2 separate regions of the Oryctolagus cuniculus genome follow, and region 2 is linked to region 1. A link is a contact called in public Micro-C data. All regions are on one chromosome and are shown on one strand. Each heading gives the region's core, a stretch centred on a gene start, on an enhancer-like site or on the middle of the called end of the contact. The rest is flanking DNA. Distances are from core to core; before and after follow the strand shown.

Region 1 (5,578 bases), core at 1,572-4,071:
CAACTTCATGCCTTCTCCTCTAGGTGCAGAGAGGGAGGTGGGTGTGAAGGAAAGCAAGATGGCTGCATCTCATCAGGAACGTGAATTATGGTATAAAGGTGAAAATGGCACTTCTCTTGGAAAGATTAGACTGTTCCTGTTCTATGTGGGAGGCTGCTGGGAGGCTGCCTGCAGAGAGGAGAAGCCATTTTTTGTTTCCCGCTTCTGGTGAACCCAGAAGCTTCTGGGTTCCTACACAGGAGGGCAGTTCCAACAGCTGCAGGGTCAGGGTGTGCCCTGCATTGTAGAGGTCTGACTTCAGCAGTGGCCACGACAACGGTAGGTGACTCTGGGCTCCCAGTCTCAGCATCAGTGTCAAGGTGGGCTCCCAGCTTTCAGCTTAATAGCAGCAGTTCCAGAATCAGTGGGTGTTGCTCCAGGAGCAGTGATGCAGTGATTACTCAAACTAGGAAACAGCACATTCTCTTTTGTTCCCCCAGTCCTCGGGGGTGGGGATGTTTTCTCTTGGCTTCTGCAGCCTTTCAACAGTTTGGCAAATAATTTTCTGTGCTAAATGTCTTGTCTTTGAATACTTAGTGATGTAGGCATTCCTAAATAGACATTGACTGATACATAAGTTCTTGATCATTGAGCTACCTTTGCATCTGGTATAGTGGTTAAGATGCTGCTTGGGATAGATGCATTCCACATCTGAATACCTGGGTCGCTGTTTCAGCTCACTTCCTGTTTCTGTCTTTCTGCTCATGCAGATCCTGGGAGGCAGCAGTGATGGTCAAATAGTTGGGTCCCTGCCACCCACATGGGGGAACCAGAATGAATTCTCAGCTCCTGACTGTGGCTGGCCCAACCAAAGGTGTTACTGACATTTAAAGAGTAAACCAGTAGATATGTGATCTCTTTCTTTGTATCTCTCTCTCTCTCTCTGCCTTTCAAATAAAGAAACTAAATTTAAAAAATGGACTCTAGATGATGGAATGTAAGTGATATGTGCCATTTTAAGGCCAAGACTTCAGAGAAATGGGTATGGTCCCTCAATACTCTCCTCTTTCTTTAGCTAGACATATGTTAGGGGATGCCAAACAGCACAAGCCGCTGAATCACCATGAGATGAATATTAGCCTATTATAAAATTGGTAAATACAATTAAATTGTATCTGAGTCTTTAATATGTTTTGGGAGCTATCTGTTATAGAAGATAGTGTTACTCTAATAAAGTTGCTCTCTAAATTTATTATATATTTTTGTTTTCTAAAAAGCAGCCAGAAATTCACCCACTATCAAATTGTAGGTGAACAGAAAAACCACTTAATTTCTGTGGCAATCATTTTTTTTTAAATCGTATTTGTGTTTGAAGCAAAAGTCTTGAAAGTTTTAAATGTTCCTAAACAAATAGGCTGTGAGGAAAAGCAACAGTTTACGCTAACGATGCATCTGTGCTAGGCCAGGGGAAACTGGTTTTAAATCCTTCACAGCACAATGTCATTTAAGTAAGAGTAACCAGAAAACACTGTAAGACACCTCTTCCTTCCAGGGTTGTATTTTCCATTTAGGGACTGAATTATATCGTAGGTGGGAGTTGTTATTAATGGGCAAGGTGTGGAGTCTACCTATCACCATGACTCCGGACAAAAGGAAGATAAACCGCTCAAAAGGCTTCTCAACATTCAATACCATTCTGCTTAGCCAAAACCTGTGCCATTATTCACTCACTCGCGTTTGAAATGGTTTCGCCTTACATACAGATTGTGCTCAATCTGTGCTAAAATCGGTCCTATTCCTGCCCCCGTTAAAAGATGACACAAACAATATGGAATCGCAAATTCACTTAGAACACCTAGGAACAACAGAACGTAGTGAAAGACTAACCGCACTACAGCGGCTGCTTCGCGCAGCTCGGCTCGTATCCGCATCCTCACTTCCTCCAGCCCACCTCCAGGCAGGCCCCGCCCCCTTCCTCACAGCCAATGGGACGCGCGGCGCCATGGAGAGACAACGCCCCCCCAGGACCCCCCCCCTTCACCGCCTCAGGCTGGGGTTGGGCTTCCAACCCCTCCACGGTGTTCCCGAAGGCGCGCATGCGCACTCTCATTGGGCCCTGGAAAGACGCTTAGGAATCGGTTTTCGTCTCCTTTCTTTCCCAGATCGCACGACTCTGCGAAACCCTTCCCACCTTATTATTGCTGAGGATCCCCCACCTCCCCACAGTCACTCAGAGAAGGTGCTGCTCCGGCCTTGGCTGCGGCAGTACCCGGATGTGGAGCCGCTCTCGCCCGGCGGGGACTCTGTGGCGGGGCGGAGCGCGGCGGCGTGCGCGGGGGCAGAGAGAAGGAGGCCCCTGGGCCCGGGCGCTGGCCGGACGCCGGGAGGTACCACCGCTGCCCACGGGGGAGGAGTCGGCGCCGGCGCTCGGGCGCCCACCCCGGAGCGAGGGGCCGGGGGAGGATAGAGGCCGGCAGTTCGGCTTGCTCCCCGCTGTCCTCGCCGTCCCCCCTGGGCCAGCCTCCCCCGGCCCTCTGCGCTCCCCGCGCTCCCGGCCGGGGGAGAGCGAGGTTTCTTGGCGGCCGTCGCTGTAGCCCGGCCGGGGAGCCCGGAGGAAGCGAGAGAGTCCCCGCCCACGGCCCCCTCCTCACTGCCCCTTAGCCGCCGCCGCCCGTGAGCCGCCGCGGGCGGGCCTCCAGTCCGAGCGGGGGGCGCGGCGGCGGCGGCTGGGCAGCGGCTGTGGGCTCCGCAGGGACCGCGCCGCCGCCCCCGTGAGTTACTCCCACGTCCCCCGGGGCTCGCTGCCGCCCCCGCCGGCGCCGAGAGTCCGGCCTGGGCCCAACTCCCTCACGGGCCCCCCGGCGGCGGCAGCGGCAGCGGCGGAGCCCACCGCCCGGGCCCCGATGAGTAACTCCCGGAACAACCGGGTGATGGTGGAAGGCGTCGGGGCCCGGGTAGTGCGCGGCCCGGACTGGAAGTGGGGGAAGCAGGACGGCGGCGAGGGCCATGTGGGCACCGTCCGGAGCTTCGAGAGCCCGGAGGAGGTGGTGGTGGTGTGGGACAACGGCACCGCCGCCAACTATCGCTGCTCCGGGGCCTACGACCTGCGCATCCTGGACAGCGCGCCCACCGGTAAGCCGCGGCCGCCTGGCCTGGGCCTGCGCGCGCCGGGGAAGGGGCGAGGCTGCGGTGGGCGTCGGGGCCCCCTGGGACGGGCCGGTGGTGGGACGCTTCACCCGCAGAGCCTGGCTGGAGTGAGCGAGAGGGCAAGGGCCAAAAGGGGATTTTAGCTTTCGTACTGGCGAACAGAAACTTGCAGAAAAAGGACCCCCGTGTTCCCAAGGGAGATGATCGAAGCACCAGCACCAGGATGCTTTCAAGCCTGGAAGACACAAAGCGCCCGGGAGGACAACAGATTCAGTCCCTCTTCCTCTCCTCTAGGGGAGGGGGCCTGTCTAAAAAGCCATTGAAATTAATCAGCCACCAAGTGATAACTATCCAAACGGACGCTTGCCTTGCCATATGGTGCTTAGCTACCGAGGGGCCCTAGTACCTTAGATCTGTAGAGATACTTGTAATTTTTTTTTTTTTTTTTTTTTTTTTTTTTGCTGCCTGTGGTACAGAATGACTTGGAAATCAATAACTGAATGCTACTTAACATTCTGTGCAATTATTTTAATTCTGAATTGTTTATTTTTATATATTTAATATCAGTAGAGAAGTCTGAGTTCTTGAGCCATTTCTTTGTGTGACTTCTTCCAAGTGGAAGACAAGTATAGAGGCCACCTGGTACTCTTTTTGTTAACATCTCCTCTCAGTATGATAATGTCAAAGTCTTGTCCATTCAGCCAGGAATGAATCAGGGTTCTTGATTAAGATTCGCTGAGGGTGTGTTTGTCATTTACTCGGGAATTTTTTAATATGGTAGACTAAAGGCTTATTTTAAGAGGGAGGGAGGGAGGGAGAGAGAGAAAGAGAAAATCTGAGAGAGAGAGAGAGAGAAAGAGAAAATCTCCTGAGAGAGAGAGAAAGAGAGAGAAAGAAAGAGAAAATCTCCTATCTGCTGGTTCATTCCCTGAATGCTGGCAATAGTCAAGGATGAGGCAGCCTAGAATTCAGTCCAAACTGGGTCTCCTGCGTGTGTGGCAGGGACCTCAACCACTTGAGCCATCACCAGCTGCTTCCCAGGATGCACATTAGCAGGAATCTGGAATCTGGAACTGAGTTGGGTGGGATTCAAACCCAGGCACTCTATTTTGCACTCCCAAGTGATGTTTGACTGCTATTCCATGTGCTTGCCCCTCTAATTTAATTTGACCATTTTCACATAGATTCATCCTTGCAATTGTGTTTAGTAGAAAATGGTTCAAATTCTGGATACTTTTCAGAATTCCTAAATGAGCTGCTTCTGAGACATGATTCTTGAAAACTTTTTATTTCTTTTTTTTTTTTTATATGAAAAGCAGAGTAACAGAATAGGACAGAGTGAGTTCTTTGATCTCTCCTCAAAAATCCCTTTAAGAGCTGGTAATGGGCCAAGCTGAAGGTGGGAGCCAGGAACACCATCTGGGTCTCCATGTGTGTGGCAGGGGTGTAAGTGCTTGAGCCATGATGTGCTGCCTCCTTGGGTGTGCATTTAGCAGGAGGCTTGATGGGAAGTGGAGGAGTTGGGACTTGAACCTGCCCTCCTGAATAGGATGCTGGTGTCCCAAGAGGCAGTTAAACTCAGTGTGCTGTAACACCTGCCCCAGACATTATGATTGAGTCTGACAAAGCCTAACAAATTTTGAAATGAGCTCATAGTTATTGTTAACAACAATAAAAAGGAAATTAGCATAAGCCAACTCAGTTTTTTCAGCAGGTAGTTAATACAATTGTATATATTAGCTAGCTTTTTTTTTTAATATTTATTTATTTGAAAGTCAAGAGTTACACAGAGAGAGAAGGAGAGAGAGATATTCCATCTGCTGGTTCACTCCCCAAATGGCCACAGTGGCTGGAGCTGGGCCGATCCGAAGCAAGGAGCCAGGAGCCAGGAGCTTCCTCTGGTCTCCCACATGGGTGCAGGGGCCCAAGGACTTGGGCCATCTTCTACTGCTTTTCCAGGCTACAGCAGAGCTGGATTGGAAGTGGAGCAGCCGGGACTTGAACCAGCTCCCGTATGGGATGCTGGCACTGCAGGTGGTGGCCTTACCCACTAAGCCACAGTGCTGGCCCCATTAGCTAGCTTTTTAAACATTGAAGATGTTTGTGCACGGCCAAAAGAATATAAAGTTTCAGCAGTACAAAAAGAGACCAACATTGTTAACAGTTTCTTGTGTATTCTGAGAGAATACTCTATACATTACCAGCACATAAATGAATGTACTGAAAATATAAATCCATCCTTCTTAAGTATAAATGTTTATAAGCCATATTCATCTGCACTTTTCTTTCATTTAATAATTGTTCCACACATGGATTTTTACCTTATTCTTTTTTTTTTTTGACAGGCAGAGTGGACAGTGAGAGAGAGAGACAGAGAAAGGTCTTCCTTTGCCGTTGGTTCACCCTCCAATGGCCGCCGCGGCTGGCAGCGCACCGCGCTGATCCGATGGCA
Region 2 (5,578 bases), core at 1,451-3,950, 130 kb before region 1:
ACTGAACACAGAAACTGACAGAATCCAGCTGTCTTCTACCAGGTCAGACATAAAGGATATCTGGAAAAATGCAATACAGTTGCTATTCCTTTTCTTATTATTTTGCTACTGTTGCTGTTGTTTTGGGGTAGTAGTTTCTCACTAAAAATGTTAAGTACAGGGCTGGGTGTTTTGGCCTACTGGTTAGGACAATGGCTAGGATGCTGGCGTCCCATACTGGAGCACCTAGGTTCCACTCCAGATGCCAGTTTCCTGCTAATGTGTACCCTGGAAGGCAGCAGGTGACAGCTCAAATAACTGGGTCCCTGCCACTCACACGGGAGATCTGAGTTTTGCTTCTGGCTCTGATGCTGCAGGCATTTGGGAAATGTAACCAGCATATGGGAACTCCCTGTCTCTCAAAAAATTTTTCTTAATAAGAAAAAAATATCTTTTTAAGATTTATTTACTTTATTTGAAAGTCAGATTTGCAGAAAGAGAAGGAGAGGCAGAGAGAGCTTTTTCCATCTACTGGTTTACTCCCCAGATGGACAAAATAGCCAGGGTGGAGCCAGGCCAAAGCCAGGAATCAGGAACTTCACTGAGTCACCCACATGGATACAGGGCCCCCTTCAGCCATTTTCTGATGCTTTCCCAGGCGCATTAGCAGAGAGCTGGATCAGAAGTTGAGCAGCCAGAACACAAACCAGGGCCCGTATGGAAAGCTGACACTGCAGACGGCGGCTTAATCCAGCACACCACAACACCAGCCCTGTGGAGTTGACTTCCAACTACAATCTAAACTTAATATCACCTTCAGTAGAGAGAACTCTATGTGGAACATCAATCTGCTAATAACAAACTCATGAAAAAAATATTAACAATTACAAAAGCAATCCATTATTTGGAATTGTGCAGCTCTGATCACCTTCATTATCAGAATAAAAGCAATGGGTTTTGCATCATAATGAAGTACCAAGCTAAAAAAGGCCATGCAGCAAAGTGAGTTAATGGTATTCATTAATTACGGTCCTTTTTTAGTTCTTCTGTGAAGCATAATTTATTTAAATGCCAGCACAAAGCTTTGTCCAGGGCAGATGCTAAAAAAAAAAAGAAAAAGAAAAAGAAAAAAAAATCTTGTTCACCACAGATTTTAACACTGACTGAGCAAGGAGAAATGATAGCATATTTTCTTCAGTTAGGAATGATTAAGGTGAGTAAAGCCCTTAAACCAGGGCAAATTCTGTTCAAAGGGCCTTGCTTCCAAAGTCACAGCTGACTTAAGAAGCATGATCTGCTTTCTGGCGACAAGGGGTGACTATTACAGTCCTAGTTTTCTCCTTTCCTCGCATGGTCTAGGACTGAATCTGCAGCTTCCAAAATAACACTTTTAAAGCACTTCTCATTGCCACGTAGGTGGTGAGAATTTTTAAGTTTTTGCAAGTTGAAAAAATTCTACTGGTGTTGGTGCCCTGTAGAGGAGAAACTGATCACAAGACAGGCTGAAAGCAACCTGGACGCTTTCAACTAAAATCCTGCTTGAGCCAGTTTACAAAAAAAAAAAAAAAAAAAAAAGTGGGGGGAGGGCAGCTTATCATTTCACTATGTAGCACTTTGCAGAAAACAAAATGGATTATTTTATAATACTACTCAGATACTGCACGCTGCAATCACTTCCTGCTGAAACTACAGAAAGCACGGTACACAGGACTTCTCCAATCCTCACGCTGTAACTCCTTCCTCCTCCTCCCCCGCCAAACCTCCACCCCCTGGAAAATTCTGTAGCGCCAGGTTTTCCAAACACATCATTTGAAGGGGGGTGGGAGGGACGAACGGCAGAGTCCTCTAAATTTTGCACTTGCCATCCCACTCCGCCTGTGCAAAATAAACCCTCGTTGTAAAATCACCTTATTAAAAGTGACAAAAATCGAGGACTCAATTTCCTTCTGCTCGCACCTCTCCAAGCGCTGTAAAATTGCACTACGGCCCTCAACGCGCCCATTTCTGCTCCACGACAGCCCCACCTGTGCCCAGACCCCAATTGCCAACCCCAATTACTCCATGACCTTGGCCCCGAGCCACCCAAGCTGTAAACACGGGGAGATGCCCACAGCCCCGCGGCGCGCACTGCAGAGGCCTCCGGGCGCGGGCCAGGTCTGCGGGCGGCGGCGGGGGCAGGCGAGCACACCGCAGGAAGCGCGGCTCCGGGGCGAGCGGGGACGCCGGGGGCGGGGACCAGGCCCGGGGCTACCTGCCCCGCGCGGCGCAATGGCTGCACGCCACCTCGGGGGGCTCTGGAAGCCCCCACGGTCCCGAGCGCCTGCGGACACGGCCCCTGAGTAACCCCGACGGCCCAGGCGGCAGCGGCAGGTGATGCCGCGGCCGGCCGGCGAGCGCGCAGGTTAGCGCCTACCTCAGGCGACGGCGTCTCCGAGCCTCCCACCTCCCTCCCCGGGGCACGAGGAGCGGGGACCCCGGCCACGGGAAGAGGCGTGCGAGGCAGCGCGACCCAGAGGGTGGGACAGGAAAGCGAAAGCCGTCCGCTCTCCGCAGCAGCTGGCAAACCCGAGGTGCGGTCGTAAGCGGCGGGGCCGTCAGAGACGCTCGCGTACCTTTCTTTGCCTGGCCCGGGAGTCCAACTGCAGCCGGCAGATCGCCTCACATCCGGGTACCCGGAGACACTCAGCTGCTTCTGCCGCGACCGCCGCCTCCCCGCGGCGCAAACACCAAACTTCCGGCGACGACGGCGACGCCTCGCCCGTCAGATGGGAGTTACCTGTGACCGTCTTGGATGCGCTTGCGCAACGCTCCTCTTCAGCCCTAACCGGCTCAGCTGACGTGCCCAGAAGACGAAGATGGCCGCCACGCTCGGTGCGTGTCACGCAATTTTCACCCTGGCTCGGACGGCTGGGGCGTCGGGGAAAGGCGAGCCAGCGGCCATCCTTAGCGCAGGCGCGGTGGGAGGCCTCGCGTGTGCGCGTCTCCGCGGGTGGGCGCCCGGCGGAGAAGCGGCGGCGCCCCCTAGCGGCGGCCGCTGGTCCTCCCTGCTGTCATTTCCAGGATTAACACCAACAGGCCCCCAGCAATGGCGGAAAATGCCCTGTCGGCTTCGAGTCTTTTTATCTGCGGTGTCTTGTCCAAATGCTTTTTCATCTTCGATATGGGCCCGTGTAAGGAAGGCGCGCTGGGGTATCCGAAACTGAACTCCAGAGCCGCCAAAAAATTCAGGGCGTCACCCCCTCCTCGCGCGCGAGAGCACAAGAGCCTGCAAGAAATGGTAGAATGTGCCACTAGGGTTAGCCGGGGCGGATGTTCAGATAGGGCTTTGGCTCTTTGAAAGCTCGAGATGGAATCCAGGGTTTTGTCACTAGTTCTCACGCTGCTTTTGAATACACTTAAGGTGCTATTCTTTCCACGATTGCAGAATTGTGAGGATGGATGAATTGGTGCTTGTGCCATGCAGGAGAGACGAAGAATGGGTTCTCCCCAACTGCTTCTTTTTTGAAGCCGACTTCCAACCTAAATGTGCTCTCTGTCAAGCCTGGTTTTTTTCTAACATTTTCCACAAAATTGCCGTGAGCAGATTCGTTGAGATTTTATGGCTAGAGTGTTGATGGGTGAGGCCGTTCTTCACTTTACCCTGGGTTGAGTTAACTTGGCAAAGACCTGGTCACCGCCCCGACCTCCACCCCTAGTACCTCATAGTTGTCTAATGGCTAATATGCCAGATGGCTCCAATTGGGAAAAAGTCAGGAGTAAATTGCTAGCCTGCTTAAAGCTAATCATTTGCTTGTGGCTCTGACCCACCAGTTTGCTTTCACCTTTAGAGTATCAGAAATCTATGATTACTTTTCATTGGTTAACCACTTTATCTTTAGTAACTCACTTTCTGGCATAAATACACACAATGGGGATGTACAAGTTTCCAGTCCCATGAAACAGGTCTCTGCTCCTGAGTGACCTGTTCCACCCTATTGTATTAGCCTCCATCAGGAGCATAGGAGTCCTTACAAATGTCCGACACCGTAAGAAGTCATAAGAGTGTTTCAAAAAGGTCGTGCAACAATAAGATGGACAATGAATTTATTTTGAAGCAAAATATTTTTGAAATTCATGCATAGTTTTTTCATAATATATAATTACAATGTACAAGAGTACAAAACCTTTTTTTGTGCATGAGTTTCAAAGTTTTTGCACAAAAATAAACCTATCTTTTTAAGATTTATTTGTTTATTTGGAAGGCAAAAAACAGAGAGGGACAGAAAAAGATCTTTCATCCACTAGTTCACTCCCCAAATGGTCCTAACAGCTAGGTTGGGCCAGGCTGAAGCCAGGAGCCAGGAACTCCATCCTAGTCTCCCAGGTGGGTGGCAGGTACCAAAGTCCTTAAGCCATCTTCCTGTGTCTTCCAGGCACATTAGCAGGGGTCTGGATGGGAAGTAGAGCAGCCAGTACGATACTCCAGTACAGGATGCCAGCATTACAAGTGGTGGCTTAGCCAGCTGTGCCACAACACAGGCCCCAAAATAAACTCATCTTTTTAAAGTCCATTTCCCATGAACTTTTTGAAGTCACTTCATATGCATTTATTTTTGGTACATAAGTAATTTTATGTATAATTCATGTCTGAAACTTACTCTAGGTTTTCTTTTAAAAAACTAAAGTCACTTTCCTAAACATGCTATGAAAGAGTACAAATAGTTTGTGGGAAAAATAAATTTTCTTGAGTATTATCCTTTTGAATATTTTTCATTTCTGATTAATACTAGAGGTCTCAATTTGTAGATAGATTAAATCTTAATTATTCTGTAATACCAAACTTGGCAAAATTTGTTTTTCCTTCTAGAAGTTGGGTTCATTTCATTTCTTTGTGCACTAAAAAATAACCATGATCATCTGAACACATTTCTTCCTTGGCTTAGCTTTCACTCTCCTCCAGAAAAGAGTAAAGAAATTGGATTTTGGGGGGAGGAGGCATTTGTTGCAGTGGTTAGGATGATGCTTGGGACACCCACATCCTGTATCAAGGAGCCTGAGTTCATGTCCTAACCCTGCTTCTGATTCCAGTTTCCTGTTAATGTGCACTGTGGGAGGCAGCAGGTGATGGGTCCAGTAGTTGGATCTCTGCCATCCGTGTGGGAGACCTAATTGAGTTGTGACTCCTCACTTCAGCCTGGCTCAGCCTCAGCTGCTGTGAACACTTAATGAGTGAACCAGTGGATAGAAGATCTCTCACTCTCTTGCTCTCCCTCTCCTCAGATTAACTGAAAATCCTTTTTAAAAAATTTTAAAGCAACTTTTAAAATATTAAAAGAGTTTGGGTTTTGCAAATAATGGTTAATGAGAGACCTACCATTGACCTGATAGAGGAGTATAGCTCACAATTGAAAAAAAGAAAAAGTTTAATTTAGAAGGATTCTGGGAATAGCAAAACAATATTTTTTCTCAGAGAGCCCCTAGATAAGAAGACAGACTTTATGATACTTAGAAAAATAATGCTTAGGGGCCGGTGTCATGGCGCAGTAGGTTAATCCTCTGCCTGCAGTGCCAGCATCCTATATAGGCGCAGGTTCTAGTCCCGGCTACTCCTCTTCCGATC

The links. A called contact is a pair of places that touch in the nucleus more often than the background predicts.
Region 2: a contact with region 1 is called in a Micro-C map of ear pinna, with 5 times the contacts expected there. The contact joins the promoter of SNRPD1 here to the promoter of MIB1 in region 1. A contact is called at or near these places in 2 of 6 Hi-C or Micro-C datasets (ear pinna and an unstated tissue).

The regions. Positions count from the first base shown.
Region 1 is chr10:55,908,376-55,913,953 of mOryCun1.1, reverse strand. MIB1 (MIB E3 ubiquitin protein ligase 1) reads left to right here and starts at 2,821. Exons shown (of 21, transcript XM_002713451.5): 1 at 2,821-3,111. The coding sequence starts at 2,883.
Region 2 is chr10:56,041,282-56,046,859 of mOryCun1.1, reverse strand. SNRPD1 (small nuclear ribonucleoprotein D1 polypeptide) reads left to right here and starts at 2,700. Exons shown (of 4, transcript XM_070050401.1): 1 at 2,700-2,850. ESCO1 (establishment of sister chromatid cohesion N-acetyltransferase 1) reads right to left here and starts at 2,935. Exons shown (of 12, transcript XM_051852066.2): 1 at 2,756-2,935.